Linked DNA regions of Gossypium hirsutum: region 1 is linked to region 2. Evidence: chromatin contacts called from public Hi-C data. All regions are on one chromosome and are shown on one strand. The core of a region is the stretch at or near the end of the contact, and the rest is flanking DNA. Distances in the headings are between cores, read along the strand shown. Region 1 holds the start of LOC107930042 (YTH domain-containing protein 1). Region 2 holds the start of LOC107926985 (probable sugar phosphate/phosphate translocator At1g12500).

Region 1 (3,757 bases), core at 913-3,412, 210 kb after region 2:
AATTGATAGTTGAATATTTTGGTGGTTCAAACTCTTAATGATGAAATATCTTTTATTACACAATTTGCCCCTTTTGTCTGCCACATGAGAATGCTCTAGGTCTTGTGCCTTAAAGGGATAGCCATCCTCATTCTCTGACATAAACCAGATTCATACAATGAATAAAACTTGAAAATACATATTAACAGAGGCTGTTACCATGTAATTGATTCTGTACAATACAAGAACATGAAAATCAGTAAAAGCACAATCCTGCACTTTAGTACATATCTTAACTCACTTCATCACTTTATCATAGTGTGTGAATATATGCATGTATATATATTAGAGAGAGAATTCAATGCCGATGTCAGCATAAACTAGATGGACTGTAACAAAACTTGGCCACTGGAACCAATTCACCAAAAATTAAGAAGAAAAAGACTAAGTAGTTTATAACTCCATTGACAATGTATACTTTCCTAAATACTGTATCACAAAGTGACGTGAAAAGATTTCAACAAAGCTGGATCTCTATGCTACTTGTTTCCTGTTTAACGTCTTATCTTTACACAACCATTAGCCAATCCAATGAAAAAAAGGGATCACTTCTTATGGATTCACATGCAAGAAAATATAGTTATGATCATACAGCCATGATAGAACCAATAATGCAAATATAGGGGGCTACAACTCGTACACATATTCAAAACCTGATAAACAATAACTGCTCTCATTATTTATAGCATAATAGGACTTCAAAATTATGTGTCCCAAAGTGCGATATGTAGGTTCTGAGCAAGTTAAAGAGAGAGGGAGATCATAAAACTTCTTTTTCTTGTCTTAAAATAATTCTAGGCCTACAACCAATGAACTAAAATCATGTTCAACATAAGATGCAAACATATACATGGGAAAGATGAATTTCAGATCAATTAAAGGTAGAAACATATAATGATGTCTTAAACAAGAAGAAGATGCGCCATAATTTTACCTAAATCATCTGAATTTCCCATGTCATTTTTCCATTCAGTCACCGATGAATCAACTACAGATGCATTTTCTCTTGCAGTATCAGAAGACATATCCTTATTCACCTCCAATCACAATGCAGATTAATGAAAAAGAAATCAAGCCAGACTCTGCGGCAAGACAACGCAACTGTATTTGAAATATATATATTTAGCAATCCAATTCAAAATAAACAGTGATCAGTATCCAGAATCTCTACCATCAGCAGCAATAACCGGATATGGACTTTGGGCAGAAGGAAAGAAGTATTAAAAGTAAAAGAAAACACAACTTTTCTAGGCTAAACATGAACTATTACTCCAAGTTACCTTATAGCAAAATTAGACATGGAGAATACCAAAAAAAAAAAATCATACAGAAAAGCAATTGAGTAAATAAAGAAAGAAAAAAGGAGGATATAGTTACAGTAATAACTAATAAGTAAATACAGTTTCTTTTTGTTAATCCCATTTATAGAATTTTCAAGGAGAATGTTTGGAAATGTATTTTGCATCACAAGTCTATTCTATTCTATTCGTCCATTTAATTTTTTAGTATACCATTAGGGCCGAACGCATAACAAATAAATTCTCATGAATAAATAAAAGAATTAATACTAAGATAAATTATAGCCAATTCCTTATATTCATAGGCGAAATGAATTTTGTAAAGTTCATATTCAACATTAGGGAAATTTCAGAAAACAATTCACTAATTATGTAAAGGAATTCCTCCCATTTTCGTTCTACTATTGTTTCTCAGCAACCAAGCAGGAGGTAAAGCGGAAAAGAAAATAAGAGAAAAGAAAGAAGTGAAAGCGAGTACCTGTTTAAGAGGGAAAACCAAACAGAAAGCAAAACAGGAGTGTTGAAGTTGAAGTTGAAGTTGAAGTTGAAGTGGAAGTGGAAGTGGAAGTCCCAAGTGATTGGCTATGTATTAGTGTCTTGGCCTTGCCTGTAGTAAATGAACCCTAACTTTTGTTTCCCTTTTTTGTTTTTCTTTTTTTTTTTCGATTTTCATTTCTTGGAATTGAACCTTCCAAATTATACGCCGAGTATAGGTAACTTTAGCTCTTTATTTTTTTTCCATTTGCGGGTCTTGAGATTGGCGATCCAGCAGCTGCTTTAGGTTGGTTTCGGCTGAAGGTGGACAGATCGGACAATGTTACGTGTGTTCGTGAATCTCAGACAATGAGCGCAAATTAGATTTTAACTGGGCCTTCTCAGTTCCAGGTTCTATATTTGGGCTGTCATTGCCCTGAGGCCTCAGCCATGCACTTGGGGCAAACAGTTTAATCGGTTGATATCTTTTTGGAATTGATTTAATCAAAAATTGATTTAATTGATTTTAGTTAAGAAAACCGATTTCAAATCAATTTTGATTCGGTCGATTATTTTGATTAACTGATATTGAGTTATTAGATTGGGTTTATATGGTTAGATATTTATTTTGTATTATAAAATATAAATATATTTTAAATAATTTAAAAATAATATAAAATAAGTCTATTTGTTTGATCGGTTCAATTACGGGATTTAAAAATTAATGACCGATTGAATTAACCGATTAAACCAAGATCAAAACCGACCAACCCGCTCCATCTGACTAAACTGAAACCAAAAAAATCGAGTGAACTAATTTTTCGATTAAACTTGAAAATTGCTCTCCCTATCGCTATTTTTCAGATTTCAAAATTCAAGTTTAATTGTTAACACTATTATTCTTTTTGTTAAATTTACTAGTGTTGCATTTTAAAATTTAAATAAAGATACTTAGTAGTAATATAATTGAAAAATGTTGTAATTAGACTTATCCATGACTTGGGCCACAGCCCAATTCTTAAGTCCAAGCCCTTTTTCTACCCGACCCAACCAAAAAGCCTGTTTCACTGTTTAAAAATTAATGATTGAATTCGAGTCAAGTTGACCCACAACATAGAAAACTTTGTCTAAGTCCAACCTAAGTTAGCTCACCTAACTAATGGACAAGTTTAGTCGCAATGAATCTAAATTTAACAAAATAATTTTAACATGTTAACGGCTAGATTTAAATTTAAAAATATCTCAAACAAAAAAATTAAAAATTTCAAAATAAAAATAAAAAATTAAATTTTAAATTTATGAAGAATAAATATACTTATTACACATTTTAGCATTAAATTAAGGGTAAATTACACCAACAGTCACTCAACTTTGAGGTAGGTAACAAAACAACCACCTAGGTTTCATTTTAGTCACTCAACTTTTGAAAAATAACAAAATAGACACTAACGTTATAAAAAAGTGACAAAATAGTCACCGATTAATAGTTTCCGTTAGTGTCTTACCGGACCACTGATATGGCAAGTTAACTGCTGATGTGGCCAGTTAACTTGTCACGTTGGATGTCCACAATGGAAACCCACCCAATTTAAGAAGAAATTGAAAAAAAAACCCTTAATAACAAAGGAGAAGAAGAAGAGACTATAAAAAACAAAAAGTCTTCTTTGCTTAATTTGGCGGGTTTGATTCTTTGCCATTGAAACACCATGTCTTTGCTCTTCTTCTTCTTCTTCTTGGCTATATTCTTCTGTAACCTTCCACCATTGAAACACCAAATAGATAAATCTCAACTTCACTAAAACACCCAAAAACAAAGACAGATAAAATTTCTTTCAGACCCAAATTAATAAAAAGGAAAAAAATTTGACCCATTATATTGATTGAACCAGCAAGGGAGTTGAATAAATTTGGAAAAGACCCAGAAAAGAAAATCTTGCAAAAAGTGG
Region 2 (3,541 bases), core at 806-3,305:
TTAACCCCTTTGCTTTTTCAAGATGATATATTTCATACAGAAAATGACCACCTTGGTAAGAAATAAATGTGAAGAATTGATCAATTATCATTGGATGGAGAAACACAGATTATAAATCACAATCTACAAAGATGAAAGTTCATACAAACTCAGATATAAGGCTGAAGAATGTGAATCATGCATAGATTTAAGCTGCTAAGCAAATGAGTATGGCATGAACAGAAGATTGAAGTCAATAATAATCCAACATAAAGAAGTAGGAGAACTTTTTCTCCCAAATATAACAAATGTTTGAATAGAGGTTTTTTTTTTTTTTTAATTTTATCTGTCCATATCAACGTAGCAAAAGCATACTATAAGATTACAAACAGGGGAAAAAGTGAAAAAGAGAATTTTATTCTCTTAAACCACCCCCAATAACAAAAGAAAAAAAAGAGCATCTAACCCTTTTTTCCCTTTTTATTTCTCAATTCTTCCTATACAATTCCAATCACAAATTTCATTTTTTCCTTCCATTAAATCTAATCAAAAGCAAGAAATTATAATGAAGAATAAAAAAGGAGTCGCACCCATGTTTGTGACCTTATTGTCAGTGTGTAGTGACCTTAGATCTTTTCTTTGCTTCGCTGTAAAGCACAACTCCCATTATTGTAACAGCGAATCCAGCCATCCCCATCACGGTCACCGGATTCTTGAAGATCATAACCGACACGATCGCTGCTAACGCGGCTTTGGCATTGCCCAAAACCTGCAAAGTAAGGGCACTCGTATGTTTGGTAACCAAAAAATTTGTTAAGTTCACCAAATAAGCCACCGTAGCATTCCCAACCAACAAGAAAACAATGAAAGAATCAGTCTTGGCTTTCTCAAGTGTGATTCTTGCAACATTTCCTTCAATATATAGAGTAAACGGTAACAAAATCATTGCTGCCATAGGAGCCATATACAGCAGCAAGTTCATGGAATGTAGCTTCTCAGCTTCACTAGTTAACAAGATCCCTTGAACTACAGACTTTAAAGCACGACCAGCAGTAGAACCAACACAAACCAAGAACCCAAACAGGTTAAACAAAGGCTCACTGTTACTAGCCAACACAATCCCAAAAACCACAGGCAAAAGTGCACAATAAACCTCAGCAGATTCCTTCTTGCAAGTGATTAAGAAAGCGAAAATTGCAGTGAAAAAAGGGGTCGTGGCGCCAATAGCTTGGTTAAACGACACTGGAATGTACCTTAAAGAAGTGTTCCCACACACGACGGAGAAACAAAAAATGGCACTCAAAGCAAATATTTTGAAAAACTGCTTCCTCGACAAAATATGTTGCCTTGGAACTATTTCAAGAAAGTTTATGGCTACGTAACTGTAACAAGCACATGAGATCATGTGGAGCATGGTGAGAAAGATTGGATAACGGTAGCCATAAAAGCTGAGGAGATACTTGTTGAGTAAAAGGACCCCAATGTTGGACATGAACCATGAAGCAATGATCAGTGCCGTTAAGAGATTAGGAGAGAGATGTGATCCAACGCTGTAGATGCCGTTTCTCACCTCAGCTGTTGGGGTAGCCGGGATGTCCAAAAGTTGGTGGTCGGCAGTGGCGGTTGATTCCAATCTTGGGTTGCTCATCCTCCTTGTAGTCCATGTTTGCGCCTCTACCATTTGAGTCCTTCGGGAGTGACAGTAAAGATGGTAGCTTTGAGCCAAAGTCTCAAAAATGAGAAAAGAATGATTTTTTCTTTCCCTCTGTGTTACTTAGCTGGTTAGATCTGAAGGAGGGAAGGGAATGTTGAGGAAGATATGTTCGTTGAGGTGATCTGATCGGACGGTGAATAATTAGATTTGAGAAAATGGAGAAATAGGAAGCGTTGGATGGGAAGGAAGGGTAATGGGGGGAATAAAATAAAAACATAAAAGTAATATTAGTTTAGATTAGATATCCTCGTGAAAGCAGGTTGGAGAGTGCTGATGATGGATTCGCTTGCAAGACTCTTGTCTGAATCTGACCACATTTCTCATATTTTATTATTTTTTATCTTTACTTCAAACTTATTACCGGCTCCCGTTTTTTTTTCTTTTTATATAACACTTCTTCCATCCCATCTAATTTTTTTAATTAATTAAATTTAATAAAAATATATTTTAAAATTATTTTACTCATAATTTATTTTTTTTCAGTTTTTATCCATAATTAATTTTTAAAAATAAAATGCCAAAATTTGAAAAAATCTTACCAGTAGAATTCAATATGTAACAATTTTATTGAGATGGGGAATACAAAAAATAAAGGTTAAAGGGTTCTACAATTCCTTAATTTAAAAAATAATTAATTAAGTCACTGAAAAAACGTACTCAACTGAATCCTTAAACATTAAATTTTTCATCAATTAGGCCTCTTGACCAATTATTTCCGTCATCGGCCATTAGTTTCCTTACATGACTGTTAACGATCATTGAGCTAGCCATGATGCTAAGGTGGTGGTCTATGTTAGTAACAATTGTTGACATGATATCACCACGTGAGCAAAAATAAAAAATTTATAAAATTTAAAAATATTATATTTTAAATTTCAAGTTCAAAATAAACTTGGACAAATATTATAAATAGAAATAAAAATAAAAAAATATTTGAAATTTCATATCCATAATGAAATTAAAAATTTGTTTGTCTAGATTCATTCTCGATATAAATTTTTAAAGGGATAATATAAAATTTGACCCCTGAACTTGACAACTAGATTGACTTTGATACTTATACTTTTTTGGTACTTGAACTTAGTCACTAGATCCATTTTGGTTCATGAACTTGGATTTTATCAAAATTTGATGATGTGACTAGTGATACTAGAACAATATTAGATTTGTCGGTCGGATTGGTTGGGTCAACAATCAATTGATATAACAGCCTGAACAAAGGGATTGAATCGATTGAATCAAAAACTGTTTGAAAAATTTGTAAAAAAAAAAACTAGGACAAAAATCGACATCTAAACAAGTTGAATCAGTTTAACATTTTTTTTAGATTTTTATAAAATTTTAATTATTTATTTAATTATTGTTTGGCCATCTCAACCAATCAATTATTAAAACACTAGATGTGACACTTAAAGATTGTGCCACATCGTCAAACTTTTATATTTTCAAGTTTAAAAACCAGAATAGACGGTTATTAAGTTTGAGTGGCAAATTGGATCAAAAAAAATAAGTGTACTAAAGTGGATCTAATTGTTAAGTTCAATTATAAATTTCATCCCTCTAATTTACGAAAACCAAGAAGTTAGCTCATCGAATTTGATCCTCATACATTGTTGAAAACTGAGGTTAGACCAATTATTAGTAAGCACATGAACTTGAATAGTTGATATTAGTTAATTTGCTGCATTGAATTTTGTTAATTTATTGTATACAAATTACTACATTATTGATTTTTAGGTAAACAATTTAGTGGTAAAGTTTAACAATGTTATCTAGTTGAAGTAATTTTTTAGTTTTTGTAAATTATTATGACCAAATTTCAATAAATTAACTTCTCAATTTTTATAA

The links. Hi-C and Micro-C count contacts between places; a contact is called where the count stands out from the background.
Region 1: a Hi-C map of leaf shows a contact between it and region 2, with 1.5 times the contacts expected there. The contact joins the promoter of LOC107930042 here to the promoter of LOC107926985 in region 2. A contact is called at or near these places in 4 of 34 Hi-C or Micro-C datasets (leaf and petal).

What each region holds. Positions count from the first base shown.
Region 1 is chrD08:60,050,247-60,054,003 of Gossypium_hirsutum_v2.1, forward strand. It overlaps LOC107930042 (YTH domain-containing protein 1), which reads right to left and starts at 2,163. Exons shown (of 10, transcript XM_041098624.1): 1 at 1,816-2,163; 2 at 974-1,140; 3 at 1-134. The coding sequence starts at 1,064.
Region 2 is chrD08:59,842,168-59,845,708 of Gossypium_hirsutum_v2.1, forward strand. LOC107926985 (probable sugar phosphate/phosphate translocator At1g12500) reads right to left here and starts at 2,056. Exons shown (of 1, transcript XM_016857941.2): 1 at 289-2,056. The coding sequence starts at 1,660. The coding sequence ends at 590.